Linked DNA regions of Triticum aestivum: region 2 is linked to region 1. A link is a contact called in public Hi-C data. All regions are on one chromosome and are shown on one strand. Each heading gives the region's core, a stretch centred on a gene start, on an enhancer-like site or on the middle of the called end of the contact. The rest is flanking DNA. Distances are from core to core; before and after follow the strand shown. Region 1 holds the start of LOC123169506 (GDP-mannose transporter GONST1). Region 2 holds the start of LOC123169356 (UDP-galactose transporter 1).

Evidence for each region. Hi-C and Micro-C count contacts between places; a contact is called where the count stands out from the background.
Region 2: a contact with region 1 is called in a Hi-C map of leaf, with 6 times the contacts expected there. The contact joins the promoter of LOC123169356 here to the promoter of LOC123169506 in region 1. A contact is called at or near these places in 1 of 5 Hi-C or Micro-C datasets (leaf) and 1 of 1 datasets of contacts at active chromatin or transcription factors (leaf).

The regions. Positions count from the first base shown.
Region 1 is chr7D:413,084,551-413,089,340 of IWGSC CS RefSeq v2.1, reverse strand. It overlaps LOC123169506 (GDP-mannose transporter GONST1), which reads left to right and starts at 2,516. Exons shown (of 12, transcript XR_006484861.1): 1 at 2,516-2,802; 2 at 3,569-3,640; 3 at 3,793-4,018; 4 at 4,130-4,269.
Region 2 is chr7D:413,372,229-413,377,543 of IWGSC CS RefSeq v2.1, reverse strand. LOC123169356 (UDP-galactose transporter 1) reads right to left here and starts at 2,606. Exons shown (of 6, transcript XM_044587196.1): 1 at 2,477-2,606; 2 at 2,123-2,390; 3 at 1,243-1,492; 4 at 957-1,164; 5 at 445-676; 6 at 1-351. The coding sequence starts at 2,233. The coding sequence ends at 139. It overlaps LOC123165669 (PHD finger protein EHD3), which reads right to left. Exons shown (of 6, transcript XM_044583357.1): 4 at 4,997-5,086; 5 at 4,808-4,855; 6 at 3,434-4,718. The coding sequence ends at 3,810.

The DNA.
Region 1 (4,790 bases), core at 1,267-3,766:
GGTTCCCTCAGCCGCGACACCCTCGGCCGAGCCCTCGTCGCCGTCGCCTTCTCCTACCGGCGATGCCGCTCTGGCGCATGCTATGGTTACACGCCATCGTGATCATACGCGCAAGGAGAAGTCTTACACTGATGGCACGGTTCGGTATGACTCTCGCCGCCGTGCCTTCTTCGCCGCGCCGGTTTCCCATCGTGATGCTCTGGGTGAACCTGTCTGGCGTGCCGCCATGTCCGAGGAGTTTTCTGCTCTCCGTCACACTAACACCTGGGTGTTGGTGCCTCGGCCACCTGGTGTTAATATTGTGAGCTGCAAGTGGATTTTCAAAACCAAGCATCGTCCGGATGGGTCTGTTGATAAGCACAAAGCTCGTCTTGTTGCTCGCGGTTTCACTCAACGGCATGGGATTGACTACGGAGATACGTTTAGCCCGGTGGTGAAGCCTGCCATGGTTCGCTTGGTTCTGTCTCTTGCTGTGTCTCGTGGTTGGAGCCTCTGACAGATTGATGTGAGCAATGCCTTTCTACATGGGTTCTTGGCCAAAGATGTGTACATGCAGCAGCCACCTGGGTTCGAGGATGCCACTTATCCCTCTCATGTCTGCAAACTTCAGCGGTCTATTTATGGTCTCAAGCAGTCGCCTCGTGCCTGATATGCTTGTTTGAGTCAGCGCCTTTCGCTGCTCGGTTTTGTTGCCTCCAGATCAGATGCATCTCTCTTCATCTTCTCCCAGGGTAAAATACAGATATACATGCTGGTGTACGTTGATGATATTGTGATTGCTGGCTCTACCCCCGCCGTGGTGGATCGTCTTGTGCAGTCATTGTCTGCTAGCTTTCCCATCAAAGGTTTGGGTCGCCTCAAGTACTTTCTTGGTTTGGAAGCGTCCTTTCATTCAGGGGGCATGACCTTGACGCAGAAAAAGTATGCTTTGGATCTTCTTCATCGCGTTAACATGGAGAACTGCAAGGCCACTTCCACTCCGGTTGCTACTTCCGAGAGTCTCTCACGTCATAGTGGTGCACTACTGGGTAGAGCTGACTCCTTTCGGTATCGCAGTGTGGTTGGAGCACTTCAGTATTTGACCCTCACTCGTCCTGATATCTCCTTCGCAGTGAACAAAGTGTGTCAGTTCCTGTCTCAGCCAACGGAGGATCATTGGGAAGCAGTCAAGCGTATTCTGAGATATGTCAAAGGTACGCTAGACATGGGACCACGGATTCGTAAGTCCAGATTTACCGGAGTGAGTATATTTACCGATGCAGACTGGGCAGGCTGTGTTGATGATAGGCGCTCCACTGGTGGTTTTGCTATATTTGTTGGACCTAACCTTGTATCTTGGAGCTCGAAGAAGCAACCCACAGTCTCGAGATCAAGCACCGAGGCAGAATATAAGGCATTGGCCAATGGCGCGGCTGAAGCCATTTGGATAGACTCAGTTCTCACAGAACTTGGAGTCCCACGGCAGCGCACTCCTATATTATGGTGTGATAACTTAGGGGCAACTTACCTGACGGCGAATCCAGTGTTTCATGCTCGGACCAAACACATTGAGATTGATTTCCATTTTGTGAGAGAACGAGTAGCTGCTTGTGAACTGGAAGTCAGGTTTATTTCTACAGATGATCAGTTAGCGGATGTATTTACTAAACCCGCTACTAGACAGATGCTAGACCGTTTTAGAACCAATCTAAATCTTGTATGTAGTTCAGATTGAGGGGGCATGTAAAGTAGGGTCTAGTATATTGTCCTTATACACGTATTCGTATACGTATGTAATTGTAATTGTGATCGTCTATATATTAAGACGTGAGGCTGGATGTCAACCACCCACGCAAAACCCTAAACCCTGTGTTTAACTCTATGCTATGAGCTGTGAGCCAACCGGCGACAGGAGAAGGCGGGTTGCTAGCGAGCACAAGGACGAGCGCAGGCGGCGCGAGTGGAAGGCGAGCGCGGCGACGAGGGGGAGCTGCGCGAGATGGAGATGCGTGAGTAGGAGGAAGGTCTCCGGGGGAACCGTTCTTTTGCTAAATCCAATGGCCGTGGCTACTGGCATCCGGCGCCTAGGCCGATCACGCGCTATAGTGCTGGCCTATGAACAACACAGTTTTAAAAGACTTTCTTCTAGCCGGCCCTCCTCAACGCCCATATTTTCCGCCGCCACTGCTCCTCAGCCGACCCAAATGAAACTTTGTCAATCTTTCGTTCGTTAAGCACTGTTCGTCTGTAAGAAACAGATGTGACCTCATAAAACCATTTTTCTGCCCTGTTCCTGGCTCTCCTCTGCAATGAACGGACGGTCACACTCGCACGAAACACGCCACCTCACTTTGCTCAATCCACGAAAACTTTGCACGCCCAAAATAAAAGGGGAAACAAATACCAGACGCAACATCCGCAGCACAGCGCAACCACTGCCGCGAGCTCGGTTGCCTTCCTTCCCAGTCACTGAAGCATGGACCAGCGCGCAAGCGGGACCCGGTACTCAGCGACGAGACGGCCGATGCCGCAGCGCGCCGAGGAGTAAAAGCAGTAGCCGCAGGGGCGCAAAGCCAAGCTGTGTCAGCTGTATTGACTCGGCGGGGGCCCACCGGTCAGCCTGCGAACGTTCCTTCTTCCGCCGGATATTTTAAAAGCCAAGCAGCTCCCTTCCGTTACTTTCCGAGTCGCCGCCGCTTCCAGCTCCTCCGCCGCGCTACACCGTCGAGCTCCTCGCCGGCACAGTCCCGCCACCGTCTCCGTGGGCCACGAGGGAGCCGCTCGGTTTCCCCAGGGACCCTGCTCCGGCGCCATGGCTTCCAGGTGAGCTCCCGGTCGGCCTCTCTCGTTCTCCCAACTTCCACGTGCGTCCCTCTCCCGCACCAGTTGGCTCACCTGAGCTCCGATGATCCCTTCGGGTACGGCGGTTGAGATTTCACGCCGGGTTAGTTGTGCCTTGCTTCCGATTAGGAGCCGTAGTGCTTAGGTTGGGCTGCTCAAAGGTTCGCTTGGTTTCCAGAACTTGCGATTCGATTCCTGAAGCGCCAAATTGTTAATCGGATTCTTCCTTGTATATTTCTGTTGATTAGCTCAACTTCAGGTTACTTCTGAAGCGTACAGGCATGCGAAACCTCATTTCAGTTCGTTGCAGTTTGGCTTTTAGCCCCTCCAAGCTCCAAATAAATAGGAATTACTTGCAGAGCGTACTAGGTTGACGACTTATGTACTGCTCAGTACAGTCCTGTCGAATTATATTCAATACTAGTACCATTGGCTGGAGTTTTGCTGCAGGTACAGTACGAGTCCTGAAGCTAACTATAACCCGCAAAAAAAAACTATAACTGGAAAACCCCACCGAAATTGATCAATTTAGCCTTATTTTAACTAGGGGAGCATGGTGACTCTTTAGGAGAATGCAAATGCTTATAGTTATCCTCTAGTATGATGCGTTTGAAGTGCCATTGGTTTAATACACATGCTTGGTCCATGGGTTCAGATTTTAATTTAAGATGCTTCACAAGATATAAGCAGCGAAAATTGATTTAATAATTGGATTACTGTTGATTGGAAGAGTTCCATTATCTTGCAGAAACCCTCCGCTAGTCACTCATGTTGATCCCGACGCCCCTCCTGGGAGAAAAGCACCAGACATTGGCAACAGGCATGTAAGCTTCCCTTGATCAGTAGTGTCTTAAAAAAATAAAATAATCTGAAAACATCTTCTGAACCTTATTCTCGTCAATGGATATCTTGGAAGCAATCATCATGCAAGCTAACACAACCCGTTGTATTTCTGGCTCATATATTCTCCAGATCTACGATGGGAACTTCCTGTGTTGATGACACAGACCTGGAAGATGTTAAGGCCTCAAAAGATAGAGATATGCCTTCACACTTACTCATGCTCCCAAACATTCAGAATCAGTCCCTTCTGTCTGGTTTTGCTTACTGCATAGCATCCTGCAGCATGATTTTAGTTAACAAGTTTGTGCTGTCTGGCTATGGTTTCAACGCTGGAATATTCCTGATGATTTACCAGGTAATTTTATATTACTGACTGTATACTTCTCATGCAATTGTGTTTTCCTTCTGCGTTGTATCTATGATGGTTGGGTGACATTGATAGTGTCTTCATCACGTTTTACTGCAGAACATTGTATCAGTGACCATAGTTTCTGCACTGTCCCTCTCTGGTGTTATCCCAACTGAACCATTAACATGGAAGTTAATCAAAGTTTGGTTGCCTGTGAACATTATATTTGTCGGGATGCTAATCACAAGCATGTTTAGGTATGTGTCAGATCTTCATATTATTTAGCTGAGCGCTATTTTCTGTGCATATAGTTAGTCTGTACTTGTATCCAATTTGGTACCAGAATATGGACTCCTTTACTGAATTTAAGCACTTAATTATTTTTATTGTTAAATATTCTTTCAGTTGATAAAATATGAAAACCACACTTTATTTCTTCGTTTCACTCTCACATGTCAGAACTATGTGTAAGGAACACCCCCCTTAATCAGTGTTCATGCTTAAGTTTTGACAGCTCATAAAGTTCATTTAGGGAGAAAATGTTTTTTTCTGCTGACATTTGGTGGGTATTAAAATTTGTGATGAATATTTGTTGCAGCTCGTCTGCTCTTGTTGTGTTCATGGTCAATTAGTTCGATAAGATAATGATAAACCTGAGTCAGTCTCTAGGCTTTCAGAACATTTTGAGTTGAGTTTTTCAAAATGAGCTGTGAAGAAATTGCTCTTCAACTTGTAATAACGATGCATCAGACTGAAGTTCGTAGTCTTTCTTAAAATA
Region 2 (5,315 bases), core at 1,357-3,856, 290 kb before region 1:
AAATAACGTCGGGTGGATCAAGTACAGCATCGTTACCAACACCAAAATATGTATCCTACGAAACTTTGCTCTTTCTAACCCCAAATGCTGTGTGTTCATTATTCCTATGATTGACAAGAGCGCCTATATGTCCTGCTGCTAGATCTTCTCTTGCTTTTCGCATACGAGGGGGAGCATCTCCAACCGGCTTCTCGGGGTGCGCGGGCTCGGGGAGGTGGCCTGCTGGGAGATCAGATGCCTCACATAGCCGTAGAAGGTGCAGCCGACGAGCGTGATCCCACACCCCACGGCGTTCATGGCGGAGATCGGGTTCCGGAAGATCATCCAGGAGATCAGTACCGCGACAGCCACCTACAAACCGATCATGGTACCAGTTTGTCAGTGCCGAACTTGGACCTAGGAAGCAGAACAAAGCGGAATAGAGCCTCACACTCTCACTCTCACCTTGAGATTGCCAGCTACATTGAAGGTCACCGCCGTCGTTGAATGGATAACATAGAAGACGGAGAAGTTCAGGCAGAAGGCGAGAACTCCCGAGGTGATTATGATGACCAGTGCAGGGACGGTTGACTCGTATGTGTACAGCCAGTTGATTACTCCGCTCCCTTCGAGTACGATGGCTGGTATCGATAGTATCATGGTGGCAAAGGGTGCCATGTAGTACACTGTGTTAATGCTGCAGAGAAGAAAAAGAACAGCAAATCAAACTCACTAAAAGGAAAATGTGCAAGATCGTACTTGATTGCGGTACTATGAAAATAGCAAGAGATTCTACATAATAATGATGACAGCAGCGGTATTTATTCTATTATCTATGATAATCTCTGATGGCAATTAGTATGAAACATCACGTGACAACAACCACCCTTCCCCTACACCTTAAATTCTTTGTTGTAAAACTTAGACAGACGGTATGTAATCATTTCTTTTGTAAACTGATCAGATCAACTGTTTACCTGTCAAATTTGTATCCATGGAGCAGGGATTCTGCTAAGATGGTCTTTGTAGATGTGGCAAGGCAGCCAACCATGGCAGCGCAAAAACCAAACATATTGAAGCTAAGTTCAGTTACTGAAGTTAAGAGGATTCCACCCACTATTGGAATCAAAGAAGCCCATATGCGCCACTCAAAATATTTCCTCCAGACCAACCACTGCAGAATAACTGTTCTTCAATGAATCAGAATATGCGACAGCAGTCGTGAAAAGGGCGTGTTGAATGGAGAGCAAGAAATGAGAGAACCTGTTGTTGCAGGAGTGAAAGATTTTATGGTCTGCATGAAAGAGACCGGGATGTACCGCAGACTGATATTTCCCAACACTATGTTTATGCAGAACACAAACGACATGGGGAATATCCTTTTCCAGCGATCCTCGGGGGCAACCTCGATCAGTGGTTTTACTTTGAGCACTTTGATTGCGATATAGGCTCCAATAGAAGAGCATATGAAGTGGACACACGACACGGTCAGAGGGAATTTGAACTCCAGTTTCTGCATCGAAGAAAAACTTAAAATCATCGAGAGCAGGGAGCAGATAATTTCTTTATTAACGAGGATATTCGTCGATCATTTTACTTTCAGGCATGTGAATGTAGCGCAGGATGTTGTATATTTCTAGTCCAAGAATTCAGACCTCCAAGAATTCAGACCTCTACTTGATGGTGTTGACAACTGAATGCAAATATAAAATAAGCCCCCAAACAAAGATGGTGGAAGAAGCCCAGGGGGAATATTCATCCATATGTCACTTGAGGTGAAATATGTTTAGATTCATCTTGTTGTCAAACATATCAGTACAAAAAAAGTTTAACTCTGAATGAAGCCTGAAACCTGGCATGTTGGTTTACCCTCTAGTTTAACTCTGAATAACCTAGCAATCAAACCCATGAACAAAAGGAAGGACTTGAGGTTTTGTTTCTCCTCCTAAAAGTTCTTTTTTTACCATTGGCAAGGAAACCTAATCCGATAATTCCTTTGTTTTTACATTCGTGGCATGATAAATCACTAGCTAATCTGCACCTGAAGGCACGGATCAACCCATAAAAACATGAGGAGGCGCACATGAGGATGAGGAGGAAATAAAAGGTAAATAAAAAAGGGGGGATGGAGAAGAGTTGGGACCTGGAAGATCCACTTGTTGATGATGATGACGGTGACGTTGAAGCCCCACCATTGGAGGATGGCGAGCACCGCCCGGACCGTCGCCACGTTCCCCATCTTCCCATCCTCCATCGCGCCTCTTCCGCAAGAAGATGAAGAAGATGAAGAAGAAGGCCAAGGCCCAGGGAAGAAACCGAAACCGGCCGGCGTTCCGGAATCAATTAATCCATCGAAAACTCCTCTCTGGACGACCCATTCTATAAGGCATCGGCGGTTCTTCTAGAAGGTTCTGGAAAGCTGAGGACTTGAGGCGGCGCCGTCGATCTCTTGAGAAGAGAAGAAAACATACAAGAGATGGGAGAAAGAAGAGGGTACCAAGGCCAAAGGAGGATTCGTCCTGGTTTTAGGTTGAGAGCTCGGTTTGTGTGAAGGAGGCAGAGGAGAGGCTCTTCCCTGTCATCATGGAACGCGTTACTGCTTTCCTTACCTTCACGTCATGCTTCTACGCGGCCTATCCTGGCCTGGACACGTGTCACGCGAGATAATGACAGACGCTTGCAAACGAGATTCGCCACTGCAATTAGCAAACAATTTAACTCCTAGGATTTGCCGCTCCGAATCTCCGTCAAACCATGCAGTAGCAGTACAATGCAATGGGCTTCAGAGTAGGTGTTTGCAAAACTATAAATTTGTGTTTTTCTTAAGCACCGATGCTTATTTTATCCCAAAAAATGATAAGTGTGACATATTAGGTGCGTGGCACTCAGGCCATTATGTTTTGCGATGGCAATTTCAGTCATGTAAGGCCCTGTACAATGGGAGATGCTTAGAGGGGTGTTTAGAAAAATAAACCGAGATTTTCTGAAGCACCGGTGCCTATTTATACAGGAGAGACGCTTAGTTAAGCGTCTACCCTATACAAATAAGCACCGGTGCTTAAGGAAAGTCTGGTTTATTTCTCTAAGCACCTCCCTAAGCACCTCCCATTGTACAAGGCCTAAGGATGACAAATTGCAGTGACACAGCAAGTTTCTGTCAAAAATAAATTGAAGCACGAAAGTTGTCATGCTTTGGCAACTAAAGTTGTCATTCTCGCATCACTAAACTTGTCATAAGAAACATTCAAAATTGTCATGTGCTCGTACCTGACGTGTGGCACTTATCAGAATAATCCTAAAGGTGCATTCTTCAGAAACACCTCTCTAAGCACGTCGCATTGTAGATGGTCTTAAAAGGTCCCAACAAATAAGTTTGTCCATGCAAAAAGAAAATTCGGTTTGCAAAATTAGGATTGTTAAGTGTGAGAAAATAACACAAAAATACAGTAAGTTATAACCAAACAACAGCAATGAATAGAGATAGACAAGGTCATATCATTCGTTCCTTACAAGAGTTACAATGGAACAACTGGCACTAAGTAAAACACAACAAATCAAGTGATGTTTCGTGCAAATAATAACAATACAGCCTACATAAAAGAAGCGTTTCATCAGGCGAGACTTTCTAAGTGTCAACTACACAACTGACTGGCTCTGATTCAACTATTCAAGCCAGTGTATATATAATATATGGCCCTCCAAAGAGGGCCAAAGAATAATCATCGTCCCTTCCTTTTCCTTTACCCAGCAAAGCTTGGCCAAGCATCTTTGCAAAACGCTGCTCTGCTTATTACTCCCCTCTTGGCCAAGCAATAGCATCATCAACTAGGCTAAGCGTCGTCCGCCTGGCTCGCACGCTTGGCGCTTATATGTTGTTGTTTCTTCAGGATCGACTTCTCGTACCTCTGCATCCCCTCCCTCGCCCGCCGCACGCTGCACAGCGGGCAGTACCAGTGACCCTTGGGGACACAAGTGCGCTTGGGCGTCATGCAGTACACATGGTAGGCCTCGTCGCAGCCGTCGCACAGGGTGATCTCCTCGTCGTCCTTGTTCTTGAAGCAGCCCCTGCAGAGGCACGACGGGCAGTACCAGCACTCCAGGTTCTTCTGCTTCTCCAGCGCGATCTGGCTCGTCCTCAGGCACCGGATGTGGTAGAACTTGTAGGGGCAGTAAGGGTGGCCGCACACCAGGAACTGCTTGTCGTCGTCCTCGCACGTGCCGCAGTGCTTGCACAGCTTCGACAGGGCGGTCGTGTACAGGTCCGGCTCGTTCTCTTCCTCCACGCTTGGCACCGAGCTCCCTTCTCTTTCGTCGGCTACCTCGATTCCGCTGGCAACTTCAGGTGGTTCTATCTTCTTGATGACCTCAAGCTTGTCACACAGAGGACAATCACCATGCAGGCTGTCAAGAACATTCTTCTTGGTGCCTGCAGCCTTTCCCTTTCCCTTTCCCTTATTGCTGCTGCAGGCAGGACAGTGCCAGTTGTCCGGGATTTGTTTCATAGCAGGATGGAGTCGCTTCACACATTCAAAGTGGTATGTCGTGTCGCATCCATCGCAGATAAGGCTTTTTTCTTCTTCTGCACTGGTACCACATTGTTTGCAAGTGCAAGTTCGACCAAGTCCACATGTCCCAGATCGCTTTGGTATTGTAGAATGACCGGAATCACATGGGGAGAACTGCGTGGTCGTATTTGAATCCTTCGGGATTTTCTCGACGAATCCACCCAAACTTGTTTCCTAATGAAATATGCAATCAGTAAAAATTATTAGCTGGATGTAACCATTTTAAAAGTGGCCAGAAAACTGTCCACAAACACACCGATTACCTCTATCCTGTGCTCAGCAGCAACCTCTACTTCAGAAACTCCAGAAGCCTGTAAAGATTATATCATAAGTGTTGCCCAGCACCAGCATAAAGAGGAATTATAGCAACAAGTTAAGCATCAACAGCAGCTTGAGGTACAGTTGTCCGGAAATACATGTCTCTTAAGTATGGGTAAAAACTGCAAACTTACTTGCTTCTGATAGGAAGCTCGTGAAATGATTGGAAGATTGCTGGCTAGACTTGTCATCTCTCGGCCAACTTGTTCAAACTTCTCCCATATCTATATCATGCACAAATATACATACATATTAAAGTATTATTTGCCTGAATGTTTCATGGAATACTCATAGCAAGCAAAAAAAGAGATGAAAAGGAGAAAAGACAAAAAATAAGAAGAGCAGCACATGTCTTCTGAGAGGCGTAGGAGGTGGCACACTAACGTCTACACAGCTACACGAAATCTAACCATTAGTTGATTTTACCCCAACACATTACAGTTGTTTTTCGCT